2 separate regions of the Gossypium hirsutum genome follow, and region 1 is linked to region 2. Evidence: chromatin contacts called from public Hi-C data. All regions are on one chromosome and are shown on one strand. The core of a region is the stretch at or near the end of the contact, and the rest is flanking DNA. Distances in the headings are between cores, read along the strand shown.

What was found. A called contact is a pair of places that touch in the nucleus more often than the background predicts.
Region 1: a Hi-C map of leaf shows a contact between it and region 2, with 5 times the contacts expected there. The contact joins the enhancer-like site here to the promoter of LOC107908373 in region 2. A contact is called at or near these places in 11 of 34 Hi-C or Micro-C datasets (anther, callus, cotyledon and 4 more).

The regions. Positions count from the first base shown.
Region 1 is chrD02:8,263,231-8,267,506 of Gossypium_hirsutum_v2.1, forward strand. No RefSeq gene overlaps it. Among protein-coding and RNA genes, the nearest start is that of LOC107910567, 12 kb to the right of the region's middle. Within about 2 kb of position 2,426, at least 2 of the 9 cell types and tissues checked have an H3K27ac peak or open chromatin away from gene starts, as enhancers often do. A contact at or near this core is called in leaf, where this site is marked.
Region 2 is chrD02:8,230,009-8,233,893 of Gossypium_hirsutum_v2.1, forward strand. It overlaps LOC107908373, which reads left to right and starts at 2,486. Exons shown (of 3, transcript XM_016835552.2): 1 at 2,486-2,646; 2 at 2,745-2,879; 3 at 3,255-3,855. The coding sequence starts at 2,542. The coding sequence ends at 3,680.

The DNA.
Region 1 (4,276 bases), core at 1,176-3,675, 33 kb after region 2:
AACATCACTCGTAGCGCCACCGTCACTACCCAAAGTATTAAATCAGACTTCAATACCGATAACCTTAGAACACATATCCAAGTTTATTCCCCATTATAAAAAAGTCATGCAAACTACTCACAAGAACTCATGTAAACATTTCTTCTTTCTAAATCCCCATACTTTTCATAAACAATAACCTCTCTCCCCACTCTGATCTTTCCTCTTCCTATAAATTCATTATTTTATAAATAAATTTTAGATTTTCATAAGGTGAAAGCTATTATCTTTCGAGAACTCAAGCACATTCCTAGCTTCAAGAGACTGTATTGAAAATTCTCTTTTAAAAAAACCAAAAAAGGAAAATTGGAAAACTTAGTGAAATGAACCGGTCTTGTTAATGTCTCCTCGCAAGATTTTGTTTCGTTCTTCTTTATATATTTTTTTATATAACTTCTTCCAATCTTTAAATTGAAAATTTTACGTCATAGATCGCATAAAGAAGTCCGCGACCAAGACACACTCTAATGTTTCCTTTTTGTTTATTGGGGGTCATTTGGTATACTGGAAGTGACTCAAGTCCTACTTAGATCTAGCTAAATTGCAAACCTTGTATTTTATCAGGGTTAATTATTATAAATACTAAGTAATAAATATATACAGAATTTAAATCCTTTAGGACTCTCTTATTGTAGATGAGAATTAATCTCAACTATTGTGTAATTTGACCTGTACCGTTGGATCTAGGGAAGCTCAGCTATAAATAGAGTCTTTCCCCTCCATTTGATAATTGAGTTAAAGAATATATTAAGAGTATTTACTCAAACACTTGGTTTGCGCTGTTTTCCTTTGGCTTTTCTATTTCTTGTTGCTCTGTTATGTGAGTTTGCTTCGGTGCCTTGGAGAATTTCTGCAAGAATTCTCATTTTTCAAGAGTAGACTGATTTAGGCAAATTTGAATCCAAAAAATTGTCTAAGGTCACGTGATTTACCATATTAAAATTCTAGTCCCGTGACATTTACACATGCTTAAATTCATATAATTCTTGATTATTACAATAATAATATTATTAATTAAGCTAAGACATAATTAACCATTTTTTCTCAATTTAGATAATTTACTACAAATTAAATAGGAAAACTGCAAAATTAATTGCTTCATCAACTTTTATTGAGTTGAGGATCGGTTTCCCAAAAATGTTTTTTTTCTAATTAATCACCAATGGTTTAAGATTTGTCCTCAAAAGGATGTGGTTTAAGATATTGGCATGAAAAAGTTCCTCAAACATGAAAAAACATATATTTATGAAAGTTTGGAGAATTTAAGAGGCAAATCTATGTGTGTATACTCCCTCCAACTAATGACATTAAATTATGGCCTAATTGGCAGAGCCATTCCCATGCTTCTTCTGCACCCATTGCCTGCAATTATTTCACATTCAAAGGAATTTTTGTGTGTGGTTAATACGAGGTTTGAAAGCAACTTAATTAAGCATATAGATGTTAGATCATGTGTAGCTTCTTCCACTTCTCATAATTTCGCAACTTTGCCTCCTTCTCTATAACCAATTTTTTAAAATTAATCTAGTTTTCGATAAGTTCATCTGATACCCCGACCCATTTTTATTTTAACTTCAGAGGCCGAGTATCGAAGTATTGCAAACACAGACTGTTGACTTAACCTGGTTTGTTGTTCTTCTCACTGAACTTGGGGAGCATCTGGTGTGACGATAGAGGGACAATTCAGTGCATTTTTGTGCGTGAAAAGGTTGCTCAAGGTGATCTACAAATCAATCATGTTCACCAAACCTCTTTTAGAGGTGTCTTTTACCAGCTTGAGTATGCACTTTACAAAATGTTGACCTACCATGTTTTGTTTCCACAAACTTGAAAACAGTAGATAATGAGGTTGAGGAATTTAACACATGTTAAATGTGTGTGCGTTGTTAACTAATATAACTGAATTAGTTAGAGACTGTTAGCTAGTTAATGTTATTAGGTAATTAGTTATTCAGTTAACCCTCTTGATCAGCTTTCTATATATAGTTGAGTCTTTGTAATTCATCATTGAGTTCTATGTTGCTTTTCTCACTTTCACTGTTTTTTAGCTTCTTGTTAATATAACTTTATGGCATACAACATTAAGAATGTTGTAGTAATTTATGTAATTACACAAAACAATACTAAATTTGTAATAATTTATATATAATGTAAAAAATTATAAAAATGTTTTTCAAGTTATTTTAATTAAAATTTTATATAAAATAAAAATATTGGTTATTTTGAAAAGTTGATGTCCTGTCCCGTGACAAACAAGTCAGAATAGTCTATACAGATAAAAAAAATGAGCTTGAAATTTGCAAATGGCGAGACCCATGTAGAAATGGGCATAAAAACAACAAAGACACTTTGGCACTTTGGGTCTCTGCCCCTCCACCTATATCATTGGGCTTCTCGTGAAAATTTGGCACTTTGGCAAGGCCACATTGACTTGATTTAGGGCCCCTTTTGGATGCCTTGAACGTTCTAATTTCTTCTTTCAAAAATATAACCTCACTTTTTATCTTCTTCTTCTTCTTTATCCCTAAAAGTTAAAATAGTTTATGACACAACCTTATTTCTTTTCACGTTTGGGAACCTTAATGCTCGTACAAAATTATTTAAGTTGTTTCACGAAAAACCTAACTCTCAAACTTTTAAATTGCACCGATTAAGTTTTTTGACCAATATTTATTGTCTTTGACTGTTACATCATTGACGTGGCTATTAACGGCGCTAATGTGGCGGTCCATATTAGCGATATTTGATGACATGCCATGCCAAAAAAAGAAATAAATAAAATTAAAAACATTATTTAAAACTTTATGTTCGGAACAAACTTAGATAAATGGTTGAATAAATTTCAAAAAAGTTTTTAAAAAAACATTAACAATTTATTTTGGCAGTATAGAGTAATTGAATGAAAAAGTAATTACAAAGAATTGTAATTCCTTAGACGTTTGGCTGATAGAGTGTAATTACATCGTAATCTCATATGTCATGTTTGGTAGTACAAATTGTAATTACAGAGTTACATAATTTACATTTAAAAAAATATTAATTACTATAAAAAAATTATTAATATGATAAAAATAATTTGTAAATAAGTAACAAGAATTAAAACCAAGTCATCATATGTATCGTGTTAGTCTATAAAAGTAGTTGATAATACGATTACTAATAAAAATAACAAGAAAAGTAAACATCATATGCAATTTTATCTGATTATTCTAATGCATATTTGTTAGATTATTCTCTCTTTAATATTTAACATATGCTCATTACCATCTTCTGTTGGTCTTGGACCGAGTTCATATCATATGAATTTGAATATGCATCAGTAAGATTATTAAGATATCCTTCTTCCATATTCTCTTCGAAGTATAGGTTATCTCAAATTCCACCTAAATTATAGTTATGAAATATGCAACATTTTAGTACAAGCCAATCTTTTTTTTTTATGCTATACTAAGGTAATGTTAATATAGGAAATATTTTTTAGAACAATAAATATCTTTTCAACCACATTAGGATCGACCTTATAATATAGTCCAAATGGTTTGTAGCTTTAATTATAAAAACTTATATAAATTTAACTTGGAGAAAGAATTATGTTATGTTATATCATTTTTCGCAATACATAAATTAAGTAAGAAATAATATAAAATTTATAATATATAACTTTATAAAAAAGTTTTATAAATTTCCAGTAGCTTTCATAACACTTTTTATAAATAATATATGATAAAAAGAACAATAATATTTTTCTTTATGAATAAGTATATAATTTTTATAATATATGGTACGGACATATAAATAAGTTATGTCCATACTCCTTGGCAATATTTATTTATAAATAAATATATTATAACATTTTTATAACATGCAACTTATTTTTTATAATAAACTTTTTTTACCATAGCTTTAGAATTTTTAGGATTTAAATAAAATAATTTTTTTGTTATAACATTATAAATTAGATAAATTAGTTTTTACAATATAAGTTTTTAGGATTTACAATATAAGATTTTTTATCATAACCGTTCCAAGCATTCCTACATGTTTATGTTTATAATATATATTTTTATAACTTGTATAGAAATATTAAAAAAAATTAAATTTGCCTCTCCTAAAAATTAAAAAGTGTAATTAAGGTATTCCAATTACACCCAATTCATTGAGACTCATCAATTACAATAGTTACACAAACATACTACCCTGGTACGATTTCGAGCAATTATTACCAAATCCAATTTTT
Region 2 (3,885 bases), core at 1,236-3,735:
AACATGTAATTGTTTTTCTATTTATTTGAATGATGAATAAATAAAAAAAATTAATTTCACATTTCACTATTATATCTTTTGTATTTCTGTTTTTTATATTTTGCATACATAGAAAAATTGTGACAAACAAATATTAGCTCATTGATTGTCTAAGTTCAAACTGAAGGTAAGTGGCATTATAAGAATGCTTATATTGTGAGAAAGACAACTTACTTCAATAGAGAATCTAAATGAGTCCATAATCCCGTAAAAGAATCAAAGTGAACATTTGGTTCAAATACTGAGAAGGATTATTATGTCCTCTACAATTTCAATTAGGGAGATGGCTAGTCTTGGCTATTGGAGCAGTTGACTCTACGAGTAGAGACATATATGTATCTAGTAGTAGAATGATACATTGAATTAGACCTAAGATGAATTCATTCTAAACCCGTTTGTGAATTAATTCACTTATGACGTTCAATGTGTGATTTACCTAAATCCTAAGTTAGTCACTGACCATATGCGTATGCAACTCATGTGCTTTGATATAAGTGGAGGCTTATACTCTAAAGATGATTGAGCCCATAGCCGATATGTTAGGTACATGATTTGCGTATGGCGTGACTTTACTAGCAAAGGTGGAATTTATAACTCGATTAAAGAGTTAATGATATCCTCTTATTGACATTATGTGGATTGATAAATATGGAACGTAGTCAGGGTTTATGGTTCTCGAACCAGCAATTTATCACAGTCATTTGTTGATAGTGATCATATTAATTATTAAGAAGACACAATGGTGACAATGAGATAAAATAAGATTGTATTGAGTGAACGGATTTAACTTAAAGGAATCAATGATATTATATGAGGGTAACACACACATGACGAGGTCCTTGGACAAAACAATTAAATGAATTGCTTTAGTAAAAAGTATACAATACGGAGTTTTCAATCATGATACTTCTTGTAGACTGATTCCATGATTAAGTAATTGCGAATTGTCGGAACAATACTTCTAGACATAATTGCAATTACTAGAGCCTAATTGTATATGTTTGATTGGTCCCTCCACTACAGAATTGAACGATGCAAGTGCGACACCATTAAGGAACCTCAAGCCGGTTCGACTGCTACCGGTTCGGTCTAGGTCAATGAAAACCCGATCGGCCCGATCAAGCCACCAGTTGGACTGTCGACCTGGTTCGACCAGTTTTGGGTCTTGGTTTTGGGTTCCCGAGCTCAATTTACGATCTTAGGTCCAATTTTCAAGTTTAATTACCCTTGGGCTAATTGTCTGACTTGAAAATTAATTTCTAAAAATATCATATTAATTTTAATTAATTTGATTAATTTAATTTTACTTGATTAAAAATAATTTTTCTAAAAATAACTTAGATTTTCCAAATTATTTTTCAATAAAATTCTTTAACCAAATTCTATAGTTGAACAATTCTCACGATCACCTAATTTAATTTCATATCGAATAAATCGACTCAATTAAATTATTTCCAAAGTCGTGGAATTTTCTTCTGATTTAAATACAGTCCGATCGAACTTTTGTTGAGCTAGCGGAGGGACCGATCAAACATATACAATTAGGCTCTAGTAATTGCAATTATGTCTAGAAGCACTGTTTTGATAATTCGCAATTATTTAGTCATGAAGTCAGTCCACAAGAAGAATCATGATTGAAAACTCCTTATTGTATACTTTTTACGAAAGTGATTCATCCAACTATTTTATCCAATGACCTCGTAATGTGTGTTACCCTCATATGATATCATTGATTCCTTTGAGTTAAACATGTTCACTCAATACAATCCTATTTTATCTCATTGTCATCATTGTGTCTTCTTAATGATTAATATGATCATTGACAACAAATGACTGTGATAAATTGCTCGTTCGAGAACCAACAACCTGTGACCATGTTCCATATTTATCAATCCACACAATGCCAATGAGAGGATATCATTAACTCTTTAATTGAACTATGAAATTCACTGTTGCTAGTAAAGCTATGCCATACACAAATCATATACCTAACATACCGGCTATGGGCTCAATCATTTTTAGAACATAAGCCTCCACTTATACCACACATTCATGTTTGAAAATGGATCCCACAAGTTTGAAGATATGATGAATACCATTGATCAATAGACAGTAAAAGATAATATTTAATATGTATTTTTAACTTCACAAACTTTCAAATACAATTTTTTTAATGGAAATTCAAGCTTTCAAAGCATAACACTAATTTCACCCATAATTTTAAGTAAATAAAGGAAAAAATGTTAAAATTATTCTATTACGTTGATTTGTTGTGTTTGAGGACTGTTAGCTTATTGTGGTCGGGCTTTTTCAGCGTGGCCCATTTCATGAAAGTAATTTTTTTACTCCCAAAATATTTAAGGGCCTAAATTGCGGAATTGTAGTTCTTAATTACCATTTATCATCAATAAATAGGCCCGGCTCTATTCAGCGGAGTTATTAAAATTTGAAATTGAAAGCCTCCCGCCAGAAATGAGTTCGAAATAAAACGAGATTTTCAAAATGAAAGAAAAAGAAAATCAAACTCCGCGAAAAGAACACCGACGATCTTTAGATCTCGCCAATCGCCGATCAAATGATTCTCCGGCGAAGAAAACTTCAAAGAAGGTCAGTGATTCTGACCAATAATTTCTCAATATCCTCTCGTCATTGTTTCCTCTGCATTTGCGAGCTAATTTATTTATTTTTCTTTGTTTCCCTTGCAGATTGCTCAGAAGAGTTTAATCGAAGCATTCATTTCCCCGATCGAAGATGATTTACCTAATATTTCTGAAGAGTCCATTGATTTCTCTTCAATTTCTGCCGTTTCAGATGCTAATTTCAACTTTGAAACTACTGAGGTACGAATTATTTACTTAGCTTTTTATGTGTGTATATATTTGAGTAAGAATTGCAGGAGGTAGATTAAATTAAATTTTAATCTGAATGCGCGAATAAGCGTAATCTCTGTTATTGATTTAAAATAATGGTTTATGCGTTTTACTTATGCTTTATTCAACCGTCAATAAGCGCGGTAAAATAAATTTCAAATCTATCTTTATTTTCCGTGAAAAACTGTTCTCAAGGATGAATAGTAGTTTTTTCTTCCCTTCTAAATTATATATATTTCAAGTTCCTTGCAAAATATTATGATAATATGTTCGAAAATTTGGTTAGATAAATGAAAAATGCATAATAGGTAGGTTCGGTTGTTAAATTCTTTGCGTCTGTTTCAGAGCATTGCCATCACATCGAATCCATTACTTTCAAGTTCATCAGAAACTTTCATATCATCTGAAATCGGTCCTTATTCAAAGATAAGCGCTGCAAATAGGGATGAACCAATTGACTTTTCAATGACTGGTTTAGCGGAAGTAGAGATTTTTCTGGATCTTCTAAAACAAGCTCGGTTCCAAGCATTGAATTCTGCTCACTTGGAGAACAAATCCAAGAAGGTTCTAGATGCATTAATCGAGTTCACTATTAAGGAGTTTTACACTATGCCTCAAGAGATAGATAAGCTACAGGAAATTGTTTCTAGAAATGCTCATGTCCGATTTCTCTGCTTATTGACTTGGGTTGTTGCGGTTTCCTTATTTTCCTTGTATTTGTTCTGCTATTCAAGACCCGTTTGCTCTTTCACGGGACCGCCGCCAACTTGAAGGTAACTTTTACTGTTTTCATGTTAATTGGATTTGGATTTTCGGATCATCTTCGTCACTCCATTTTGATGACATGTTACAGTTTCAATGTGTATAGTCTTGCTCTGATCATTTTCATAATTTCGTATTAATAAGACTGATATTGCACATATTAATTAAGTGTTAATTAGTTGAATGATTTTTATATTCAGATGCTTGATTGATT